Regions from separate parts of the Mus musculus genome. Here region 2 is linked to region 1. The links are chromatin contacts, called in public ChIA-PET maps. All regions are on one chromosome and are shown on one strand. The core of a region is the stretch at or near the end of the contact, and the rest is flanking DNA. Distances in the headings are between cores, read along the strand shown.

Evidence for each region. ChIA-PET counts read pairs in DNA pulled down with a chosen protein or histone mark.
Region 2: an RNA polymerase II ChIA-PET map of memory CD8 T cells shows a contact between it and region 1, with 6 read pairs. The contact joins the promoter of Dbt here to the enhancer-like site in region 1. A contact is called at or near these places in 1 of 39 promoter capture datasets (embryonic stem cells), 5 of 115 datasets of contacts at active chromatin or transcription factors (CD8 T cells, the SCID.adh cell line, embryonic stem cells and 1 more) and 3 of 9 other capture datasets (adipose tissue, liver and pancreatic islet).

Annotation. Positions count from the first base shown.
Region 1 is chr3:116,463,656-116,469,752 of GRCm38.p6, reverse strand. It overlaps the pseudogene Gm26358. Among named protein-coding and RNA genes, the nearest start is that of Rtca, 41 kb to the left of the region's middle. Within about 2 kb of position 3,927, at least 37 of the 459 cell types and tissues checked have an H3K27ac peak or open chromatin away from gene starts, as enhancers often do. A contact at or near this core is called in CD8 T cells and memory CD8 T cells, where this site is marked.
Region 2 is chr3:116,511,196-116,517,341 of GRCm38.p6, reverse strand. Dbt (dihydrolipoamide branched chain transacylase E2) reads right to left here and starts at 4,272. Exons shown (of 11, transcript NM_010022.4): 1 at 4,151-4,272. The coding sequence starts at 4,201.

The DNA of each region.
Region 1 (6,097 bases), core at 2,678-5,177:
GGTATAAATATTTGTTAAATTTAAAAGTATAAATATTGTAACACTTCTAAAAAGGCAACATTATTTTTTAAGTAACATAATTATGGCCCAGAACCAATGTATTTAAAAGAATACAAAAAAATGTCCAGCCATAAAAAGGTAAAAGTCCCAACAGTGTTTGATATAAAAATAAGTGACCAGAGCCAGGGAACAGCTCAGTGGCAGAGAACAGGGTGAGCGTGTCTGAGCACCAAAGCAAGCAAACAGACAAGCAAAACGGAGCTGGAGAGGTGGCTCAGAGGTTAAGAGCACTGAGTGCTTTTCCAGAGGTCCTGAGTTCAAATCCCAGCAACCACATGGTGGCTCACAATCACCTGTAATGGGATCCAATGCTCTCTTCTGGTGTGTCTGAAGACAGCTACAGTGTACTCATATACATAAAATAAATAAATAATTATTAAAAAACAACAACAACAACAAAAAACAAGTAAAACAAGCAAGTAAGTGAACAGACAAGCATTACCAGGCAATGACGCTGGGAGCAATGACACTGGGATTAGAAAAAATTAGTATAAACTCAACTAACAACAAAGGGATTTGCAGATACTATTGAAATAGTATAACTATATTCCATATGTTCAAACTACTAAAGGAAAAATTAAATGTGTTGGTTAGAGACAAGGGACATGCATAAAGAACATGAGTAGATGTAGCTCCATAGGAGGAACAACAATATGAACTAACCAGTACCCCCCAGAGCTCCCAGGGACTAAACCACCAACCAAAGAGTACACACGGAGGGACCCATGGCTCCAGCCACATATATAGCAGAGGATGGCTTTGTGGGACATCAATGGGAGGAGAGGCCCTTGGTCCTGTGAAGGCTCGATTCCCCAGGGAATTCGAAGGCAGGGAGGCGGGAGTGGGTGGGTGGGTATGGGAGCACTCTCATAGAAGCAGGGAGATGGGTGATGGGGTAGGGGGCTTCTGGGAGGGCAGGAAACTGGGAAAGGGGATAACATTTAAAATGTAAATAAAGAAAATATCCAATAAAAAATATTTATTACGTCCAAAAAAAAAGTGAGTAGAATTTAGGAATGAGATCTGAGATACTTGAACAAGCTGGATGTGGTTGTTGTCTTGTTTTCTTGTTTGGGTCTATTGCTGTGAAAAGACACCATGACCACGACAACACTTATAAAAGAAAACTTTTTTAAAAAACTTTTTTGTGAATTTCATATCATGCACCCCAATTCCACTCATCACCCCCTCCCCTAATACCTGCTCTCCACCCTTGCAACCTTCCCCCCAACAGAGAAGAAAAAAATTGTGGAAATAGTGTGTCCCACGTTTTTTCCCCTCACATTTCTTTACTTGCAAAGACTCATTTCAATGAGTCGTTGGCTTGGTCCAAGGTCTCTGGCTTCTGCTATACTATCAACACTGGAACCTCGCTGGGACTCTTCCTGATATCCTGTTGTTGTCCCGTGGAGAGCCTGTAGTTTTGGATCGGGCTCTTTGCATAATTCCAGTTCATCTATGGGGTAGATGAAGAAGTGGGCCAACTCAAAGTCCTGGATCTGGCCTTGAGAGGTACCTGAGCTGGTCTGCCCTTGGGCTCTGCTGCACCCACATTACCAGGTTAAGCTCTCATACCTTGCCCTGGCTGGACTATCCAGTGACAAAGCCAGCAAGGGGAGGAGCCAACTCTCCCACTTTCATACCCTTGACACTAGTCCATGCCTACACCATCACGGCCAGCTCCACTGTGCTGCCCAGGTGAGATGCATGGTTCATACTCCCGAACGCTGCAGAAGGTGAGGGGCAGGTCAGCTCTCTTGCTCTCGTGACCTCAGCCGGGTCGGCTCCCCTGTCCACTGTAGGTCGCAGGGGCAAAGAGAAGAGAGGGGATCTCTCCCTTGCCTATGCCTTGGTACAGCAGACAAGAGGTAGGCCTGGTTCACCTACATTCAGACCCTTGGGGCTGGCTCACCCACCACCCCACCTTCAGGACCAGCTCTACTATAGTGCCCAGGCATGGTGCAGGGCCCACTTTGAGGGCAGCAGTAGGTAGGTGGCAGGGCCGGCTCTCCTGGTCTCATGACCTCGGGGCCAGCTCTCCTGCCTGCCGTACAAGGGGTGAGAGGTAACTTTCCCTCGTCCATGTCACCACACAGCAGACAAGTGGTGGGCCAGATTTTGCATGCTCATGACCTCAGAACAGGACATATTCGCCTGTGCCCTGCCACCAGGGTCAGCTCTATTGTGCTGCCCAGGCGAGGTTCAAGGCTGCTCTCCCAAGTGTTAGTTCTGCAGCTGGTGAGGGACAGGACTGACTTTCCTATTCTTATGACCCCAGGGCCAGGTCTCCCACTTGCCTCAGGTATTGGGGTGGGGGTGGGGTAGTGAGAAGACAGAGGAGGGAGGAAGGAGGAAGGAGGAGGGGGGAGATTTCTCTTCCTTGTCCATTCTATTGCATGGGTCAGCTCACCCGCAACTCTTGCAACCAAGGCCAGCTCTCCTGTGCTTTCTCGGTGATAAGCGGAGCCTGCTCTCCCTAGTACTGCGGCTAGCTAGGGGTGGAGTCAGCTCTCCCATGAGCCTGAGGCGTCTTTGGGTGTCTGGGGTCATCTCAGGAATGGTTTCAGGAAAGCTATGCCCCGCTCGTGCATTATGACTCTGGGCAGGGGTCATGTTGGGCACGGTCTGCCCCCACAGGGCTGCGCGCAACACGGGACTGTGGTCATCTCATGCTAGCTCCCTGCTCAGGCCCCATGGTGCCAGTTCATCTTAGGCTCACTCTTTGCCCGGGAGCCTGCGTGGCCCCATGCGGGGGTCATCTTTCTCAGGCTCATGCCCTCCTGGGACCAATGACCCTCAGAAGGGTTCTTCTAGTGTCCAGCTTTTTCCCTTGGTCCTGTCTCTGACTTGCTCCCCACCCTGGGAGACCATCAAGATCTGTGTGGTGCTAGATTAGCGGCTGTTTCGGGACATCTCCCTCGTCAGGGCCCACAGGTGCCAGAATGGTGGTCATCCCAGGCTTGGTTTTTTTCAGGGGGGTGTTAGGCTGCTAACACAGGTCAGAACACTCTCTCTGTCACTTACTGATACACATGTGACACAGTAGTCATACCCACAACGCCTCTAGGGGCGGGGCAGGTTAAAGGAAATCATGTCATTGGGGCTGGCTGAAAGTTCAGAGTTAATCCAATATCATCATGGCGGGAAGCATGGCACCGTGCAGGCAGACACAGTGCTGGTGAAGGAGCTGAGAGCTCTGTATCTGGATCCAAAGGAGGCAGGAGACTAAGCTTAGATTGAGTGTATGAGACCTCAGACCTCGCACCCACAGTTACAACTTCCTCCAACACCTACTCCAGCAAGCTCTCATCTTCTAACAGTGCCACTCCCTATGGGCCCAATCATTCAAACTTGAGTCTATGGGTGCCATTCTTACTGAAACCCCCACAGTGGGGCAAGCCTGCCAGCACTTGAGAAATGGAAGTTGTGAGATCAGAAGTTCAAGGACAGCCTGAGACCATTTTCTAGAAAACCACAAAAAAAAAAAATAAAATAAAATAAAAATAAAATAAAATTGACTGACCAAACAGCAAAAGGCGAAGGGACAAAAACTACCCTAGGGTATCTGGGATGGTTGAGACATATGAGGGAGTTAAAGGCCAATTAAATATTGCAGAAAAATAGGCTTGTAAACCCGAAGGCTCAGCAATAGAGCACTCTGAAGTGAAACACACCAAAGGGAAAATTCAGGTCATAAGGGGAATCAGCAAGCAGAAATTGTGGGGCAAGTCACACTATTTTAAGTACAGATGTGTAACCACAGTGGCCGAGGAAAAGAAGCAGCAAACGATGGCGACGTCCTTCCGAAGAGGGATGGAAACTACGAACCCACACGTCTAAGAAGCCCAGCCAACCCTGAGCACAGGAAGCAGCCATGACCACGGACAAGAAGCGAATCTTCAGAGTCACTGAGTGGGTGACTCGCACAAGTATATCCCTCTCAGACTGAAAACATCCCCCTCTGAAGCAACGCAACAGAGCATTTGGGAATATATTCAGAGCACCGAGCCTTTAAAAATAATTACAAAGAAAAATATGTTTTAGGGTGAAGACAAAATATTTTTCCCGACCTATAGAAGCTGAAATAATTGACCTTAATAGATCTGTACTAAAAAAAGAAAAAACGTGTGAAAGAAACCCCTCAGGTAGAAGGAAAATCAAAGGAAATAGGCATCGGTAAGTGTGGGTATTGGAGATGGCAGTGCCACCACCCGTGAATGGCTGCAGCATTGTCATCCTTAAACCTCTTTAAAGGCGAACAGACAGCTTACACAGACAGCAGCAACGTATGGCATTGCTGGTGTACATAGCAGCTGTCTGATGTCAGTAGCACAGAGCTGGGAGAGGAGAAGGGAAGTATTCTATAGGTTCTATAGGGGACTCTTACCCTGCATGTGCATGTGGTATAATTGGGTCTGCTTCTGGTGAGCATCCTGGCTGGTAAAGACACTATGAAAAATGTATTCGATTTTTAATGGGCTCAAATTAAATCTATAGATCTGCAATATTTTAAAAAATGATTCTAAGATTTCCCGTGATGGTCCTGTAGCTATTCTGGGGCACACAGATGCATGCTTTTGTATGATGAGGAAATTTCAGCCTTTTTGGGGTGGATGTTAAGGAATGCAGTTGCTGCATACGGCAAGGGTATGTTTAGTTTTGCGAGAACTTGCTGGGCTGTCCTAAGGAGAGGCTGCATCCTCTACAGCACTGAATGCAACTTCTGTCACTGCTCCTCCTGGCCAATTTGGTCCTAGATTTTCACTGGATGCCATCAGAAGCTGGATGCATTCTCTTAGACCTTTAACTTTGTGTTTGGGGCTTTGTTTTGTTTATTTTTGGCTCCACTCTGCAGCCCAGGTTGCTGTATATCCCGAGGATGGACTTGAACTCTTGATCCTCCAGCCAGCACCTCTCAAATGCTGAGATTACAGGAATGTGCTACCATGCCCATCTTAATAAGTAAGCTCTTTTAAGATTACCCTTTGTTTGTTTGTTTGTTTGTTTGTTTTTCTAGACAGGGTTTCTCTATGTAACCCTGGCTGCCCTGGAACTTGCTATGTAGACCAGGTTGGCCTCCAACACAGAGGCCTCTGCCTCTGCTCGGATTAAAGTTGTGGATCACTCCCACACTCCAGACCCACGCTGGCCTCCAGCTAATTACTCTTTTGGGTAAGTGTACACAATAGTGGGGTTTAAATGGCATGTGCTTGGCTCATCTTTCCTCCCATTCTCCCCTCCTTCCCACCCCTTCTTGGAATATTTTCCTTTTTGCTGTGAATGAAATAGGAGCCTGTGGGGGGAGGGCATTTTATTTTCAAACTATAAATATGAATAAAAATATAAACAAACATCTGGATTCCATATGACAGAAAACAAAGCATTCAGAGTCTAGTTTACTGAGCTGAATGCAATGAATGCTCTCCGATCTCATTACTTCTGCATACGGCATAATTTCATTCTTTATGGCTGAATAACGAACTGTCGAATAGACACACCACATTTTCTTTTTGTGTGTATGCCTCTTAAATGTAAAAATTATTCTTACTTATTTTGTGTGTGTATGGGTGGGCACACATATGGGCCGTGGTGCACATACGGAGATCAGAGGGAAATCTGAGGGAGTTGGATCTGTCCTTTCACCATGTGGATCTCAGGGCTGAACTCAGGTTGTCAGGGTTGGTGGCAAGCACTGTGACCCATGGAGCCACCTCACTGGCACCCCATTGTCTTTATCCACCTATCCCTGGCTGGGAACCTAGTCTGATTCCACAACTCGATTGTGAGTCACTGTACTGACACAGCGAATGTGGTTGTCAAGGTATCTCTACTGCAGGGTGAGCTGGATTGCTTTGGATACATACTTAGGAGTGGTACGGAGCTGGGTTATACAGCGATGCTACCTTTGGCTCTTTGAGGAACGCCTTGCTGACTGGCACTGTGGTGGCACTAGTTTAATTCTTATGAGCAGTAGAAAAGGCCTTACCAGTATTTGTGTTCGCCTTTTTGATAGTAGCCATTCCAATTAGGGTGAGAT
Region 2 (6,146 bases), core at 3,023-5,522, 47 kb before region 1:
AGCCTCCAGAAGGTTCTCCCTTCAATAACACAGCTCTTACTGAGGAATTACTAATAGACTGGGGGTCACAAACTACCCAATTGAAAATGCACCGAGTGTTTGCATACCATGTACCAGGTACTTGAAGCTTTCACATACATTCCCTTGTCTCCAGCTCGCATTATCTACTGGAAGATGTACGTGATCACCCTCACATGAGAAGTTCACAGAGGAGGAGAAGTCACTTGTTCCAGGCCACGCTGGGATTAAGGGGCAAAACTAGGCTCCGAAGCCGAGTAAACTTGACTTCAAAACTCAGGTTCCTCCTGACATGTCACACTGACAAGAGAAAGAGTCCTTTCTTTCCAAGCTATAATCTAGGAGAAACAATTCTTTCTTTCCTTCTTTCTTTCTCTCTCTCTCTTTCTCTTTCTCTCTCTCTCTCTCTTTCTCCCTTTCTCCCAAGCATGGTCATGAGTGCTCTTATTATTTACAATAAGAAATTATAGGCCAAAAAACTAGCTGTGGGGGGAGGCATTTAAGTAGTGGAGGAGGCTTAGCTCGACCTTGGAGATTTAAATTCGGCCTGGAACACTGAGCATGAATAAGGAGCAGATGGACACTTCTAAGGCACAGGAAATGATGTAAACACAAAGATTGCAACAGGAATTTGATCGAGCAGTGAGTAGCTTGATTTGGCTTAATCGGATCTGCAAAGGACAACTCAAGGTGGTGACTAGTATCTGAATGGTAGGAGAAGGAGAGGGATATATGCATTGGAGGGTGGGGGTCACAGTGGAGACAGAGTGAGGAAACAGTTTGCTACTAGCTCATAGGACAGGCTACTATAGGTAAAGAAAGAGGCCGAGGCAGGATTGGAGTTGTTGACACAGAAACACGAGTTCCTGAATGACCAAATCAACAGGGACTGAGAAAGGGCAACTGAGTTACAATGAGTATTACGAAAATAAAAGCAACTGGATGGCTTTGATAAGAAAGAGAGGAGAGATTTAAAAGTTAGCAAAAGTGAAGAGATTAAAAGACAATACAAAGGAGGAAAAATAAAATTTTAAGCCAGAGAAGGCATGTCTCCCACCCCCATACTATCATGCTAGTTAAAAGTGGAAGCCAGGTGGTGGTGGCTTCTTTTAATCCTGGGAGTCGGAAGGCAGAGGCAGGCAGATTTTTGTGAATTCAAGGTCAACCTAGTCTACAAAGGGAGTTCCAAGACAACCAAGGTTCTACAGAGAAACTATCTCAAAAACCAAACTCAAACAACAAACAGAAAAAGTAAAACAAAAGGACTCTTTTTCTGTGTCCTCAGCAAGCATTTATGGGCACTCACGGTGTATGGGGCGCTGTGGCCACATCCAGAAGGAAACACGTGTGATCCCTGCCCGAAAGCAATGTCCAGCAGAATGAAAGATAAAGCGAAGTACACAGGCCATTAACACAGCCACCGTGGGGTGTTCTAAGAGAAGCTGGCTGGAGAGTTAGCTTGGAGTAAGACTGGAGGCTGAGTGGGAGTAACGCAGGAGAGGAGCAGGGCTGCAGATGAGGCAAGAGTCTCCAAGGCAGAGGAAATATATGAGCAAAGGTCTGGAATCAAGAAAGCAGTGTGTACTAGGGTAATTGTTCCGTAGAGTTCTCTGTGCAGCCAGCGGGGGCACTCAGAGCTGGGGCTGGAGTGAGTGTGTGTGTGTGTGTGTGTGTGTGTGTGTGTAGAATGCTACTTTTACTCTAATACTTTTTTTTTCATTGATGTCTATAACTAATGCCCAGTAAAGTGGTTTAAATAATAATAAAACCAATTATTTTCAAGATAAAGATACGGTACTCACAAAGGCAGACATCGTAGAATGTGGTCTCATAAGTCAAATTTAAGAATGGATGTGTAAAAGAGGAACAATGAAGGATGTGGCAAGGAAAATCAAAAGTGTGTGATAAGAGGTAATAACCTGTAGAATAAGCAGGTTTTCAATAAAGAATGATACTTGAGAGGTTGGAGAAGCCACATCATAAATTTCCTCAATCAAGTGGCTTGGGGGCATTTTTTAAAAAGATGAGTCTTAAACAAGAACATGGCATAATCTAATGTGTGCCTCATTTTATAAGATCCTTTTGGCTGGCCTATGGGAAATGAACTACAAAAGAGGCTGATCAGAGGCAAGAGGCCCAGTTAGGAAAGACTAAGACATCTGTAATTAAGAGCAAGGTGGTAAATACTAGCTACATTTCTTCAGAGTTGGAAGGTAGAGTCAAGAGAAACAGGTTTGAGGGGTCTATTGTGGAGCCTGGAGTCTGCATCCCTGAGGCACTGTGGTGCACGGTGAGATGGCCAAAGGCTAGCTTTTCCAACTCCCCTGTGCTCGTAGCTAGGGAACTGTGTTCTAGCTGGTTATGTCAGCCTGGTAATATCCCTTCCTCCATCCTGACTTAAATGCCCAGTGAGTTGCTGCAGCTCCCGGATGGCTGTATGGAAAAGGTCAACTGCCCTGATGAACTGTCAGCCGTCATAGTGACAGTCACACATGTCACCTGTAGTCTATAGGCATAGATGGTGTCTTGTTCATTCACTGGATTTGTGTTACCTGCAGTTGAGAAAACACCTCATATTGTGCAACGGGAGATCTCTTGGACAGCTAGGGAAGACTAGAGAACGCCAGGGAACCATTAGCACAACTGGTGACTATATGCAAAGACGTGGGAGAGATAATGCAGGAAGTTGGAAAAGCGCAGAGGGCCAAAGCCAGGGCTTCTTTTTTTATTTTTTTTTTTTTTTAGTAGTCATCCATCACTTTATGACAGGTCTGTGTGAAATCTATTCACTATTAGATGAGCTAGTCTATGGACTCACCTTATGCTTACACAAACCAAATGGCTTAACTTATTGCCCACGTAAGCTCTATGCTAGCTCTTATACTACAAACCTGTCCAGCATGTCACTGTACTAAACACTGTGGGCACCCGTCACACCATTCTGTCTGTGTGTCCACACACATCAAACGATGGAAAAGGTCATAGGAAGTTGGCAGGTCTGTCGAGAGCCTATGGGAGCACTGTTGACGGAAGTCTTTGCGTGGTATTTAGAAGCTGGAAAGGAAAAGAGGGCAGTGGAATAGAGCAACTGAAGAGGAATATTGGTCAACTAGTGTCTCAGAATCCAAGAGTGGAGAGCTCTCGAAAGAAGAGTTGCCCATAATACCTACTAAGGTGCTGCTGACAAGAGTACCCTTCTGCTGCCTAGTTCCTACTTCTCTTCAGTCTCCGTACGCACTCACTAGTCCCCAGGAATTCCTCTCTGTACCCCCACTCCTCCATAGGTGTCCACCCTCAAGTGTCACAGGAGCTTTGAGCACTTGTTCCATAATAGCACGTCTTTCTAAAACCGTGGCTTTCTGTCTTTCCTTGCCTCCCTCTCTCCTATTCTCCTGTTCTAGGCTACAATGTTAGGAGGGAAAGGATGGTGGCTGGCTGTGTTATAGAAATATGCCCAGTGCCCAATACACACAGCAGGCTGGGAAGAAGGTTTGGAGAGATCAGGAGGCCAGCACTAAAGGAACATCTAGGGAAATGGGTAAAGTCTACGGTATCCAAAAAGTTATGTAATTAGGAAGAAACTAGATATGTAGTGGGATACATCTACGGTTGTTGCTAAAAGCTTGTGAGTGAGGGGGAACTGCAAATGGGGGTGGTAAATCGATGATTAAAAAGTTGGAACGACTGTGGACCAAGGGGAGAAGTGCAGCCCCGAGTGAATCAAGCTAGAGGCTTTTCTCTTCTCAGGTTAATAGTGCCAGCGTATGGCGCGCAGTGGGCTCTCAACAAATCTCGAAAGAACATAGCTGTGTCTGCAGTGCTTATCACAATGCCTGACATCTAGAAAGTACTCAAGCAAAGTTAAGCAGGTCAAAGGCCAGGATGTGGGTACGGTTGGGAAGAAAGCTAGTCGCCCAAAGCTAATCGTCAGAGAATCGCGCCCCGGGACGGGAAAGGAGTGAGTTTCCAGGCTCACTGGCACGCCACCTTCGCTGCCCTTCTGATTTGCATGCATCCTTCCATCACTTGCTCACAAGACGCGAGGCACTCGGAGAAGAAAGCAACACACAACTCCGGATAACATCTACTAAATCGATCCTTCCCAACCTTAGACCCATCCAACCCTGCTTACCAGTCTGACAGCGTTCTGGCTCCAGGTCCTCAGTACACGCGCTGCAGCCATTTTACTCCGGAAATAGCCACCAGCACACAGCTGGGAAAGACGCCTCCTCCAGGCGACCAATCCCCAGACCCGAGACGCACCTCCCTGAGCGGCCAATAGGAGAGAAGGAACGAGCCTCCCACCGGGCAGCCAACCAGGGCGAGGGGCGGGGCCGACTGAAGCCCCCCCCCCTCCCCCTTGAGAGGTGTAAAAGAATTGAGGGAGGGAGAAGGTAGACTTGGGGAGGACGACAGCTTAAAAATCCAGGACTTGGGTTGTTAAGTAGACGCGCATCAACAATCCATCTTTTTAGCTCAGATAATGGAGAGAAATCACGTTTAGGGGCTGCAGAAACTTGGGTTCAGTCTCCAGCACTCAATCAGGTAGGTCATAACAGCCTACAACTCTAGTTCCAAGGGATCCGACGCCCTCTTCTGGCCGTCTCGGGGCACCTGCATCCATGTGCTGTACATGCAAACAGTTGTGCACCCACACATACATAGATAATTTTTTAAAAAAGAATATGTTAAGGGCACACAAGAAGGGTCACTAATTGAAAACCTGAGGGGTCAGTAGCAAATTGTCTTTTCTGGTATTGTGCTGTAACTACATTAAGGGCAGAAAAAATAAGATGTTTCTATGTTTCATAGCAAGACTCTGATGCGCGACTTTTTCATAAGTCCATACAGGAACACTTCTCCATGATTAGGAATTCCTCTTTCCTGTATAGTGTCCTTGAGGTTGCTGAAATTGACTTCTCGTGTCTAAAATAAACATGTCATCACTTTGTCTTTGAGTCTTAGAAAATGTGGTCAGATGCATCATTAAGAAATGAGTCACAAACGTATAACCCTGAATTGCTTTGCCCCTTGAAGAAATGTCAAATTGAGCTCAAGTGGAACTGCTAAAGGAAACATCAGAAACCCAGCACTGTGAGGGTGACATGGGTAGGGCAGGCAGAGATGTCGCATTGTGAATGGAAGGCCAGTCACCCTGAGCTATGTGGTGAGACTCATTCTTAAACAAAATGAAACAAAGCCAGAGGGAGAGAATGAGAGAGAGGGAACTTTCTTTAATAGGTGGTATATAAATGCATACATTGTATATATGTTCAGTAAATTCAACGGTTCTTTCTTCTTAGAGAGAATAAAAATCTGCATCAATGTCTAAGGCGTTAGAGAGAATGAAACAAAACAGAAGGAAGCAGGGGCCAATAGAAACTCTCAGCACTGGAAAGTCGGTGGTTGTGAAACAAAAATCTCAGGTTTTTCACAAGTTGTTTAACTTTACACAGATGTACTATTGTGTAATGCACATTCATCTACTGTAGGCAGTAAATATAAATCATTGCCTTTATCAGAAAATCTGCAATAGACAGATGAGGTGACGAAAGTGTTTGATCCCAGAAGACAGTGGATCTTTGTGAATTTGAAGCCAGCCAGATCAACAAAGTGAATTCCAGTATAGCCAGGGCTGTTAGAGAAACCCTGTCTTAACAGCACCTCCCAAAATCGCAATAATCAAAAGAACTTGATTTTTAAAAACTTTTCCCATTATTTTGTTTGTTTTGTTTTGTTTTGTTTTGTTTTGTTTGAGACAAGGTTTCTCTGTGTAGTCCTGGCTGTCCTGGAACTCACTCTGTAGACCAGGCTGGCCTCCAACTCAGAAATCTGCTTGCCTCTGCCTCCTGAGTGCTGGGATTAAAGGCTTGCACCGCCACTGCCAGGCCCCATTAAACTTTTTATAGGTGCATTGAATAGACTTAGTAATCTTATATGTTCTTGCTTGTATAATGAGGGAAGGGAGTTAGTTGTTCCTAGGGCTCTTGAAAGATACTATGTAACTTTCTTCCATTCAGGCTTCTCTCGATTCTATCTTATTTTCAGGAAACAAACTAGTTTATCATCCTACGTCAGTAGATCCTGATTCCATATATGATTGTGTTCTTATCTTTGTTTGTAGCCGG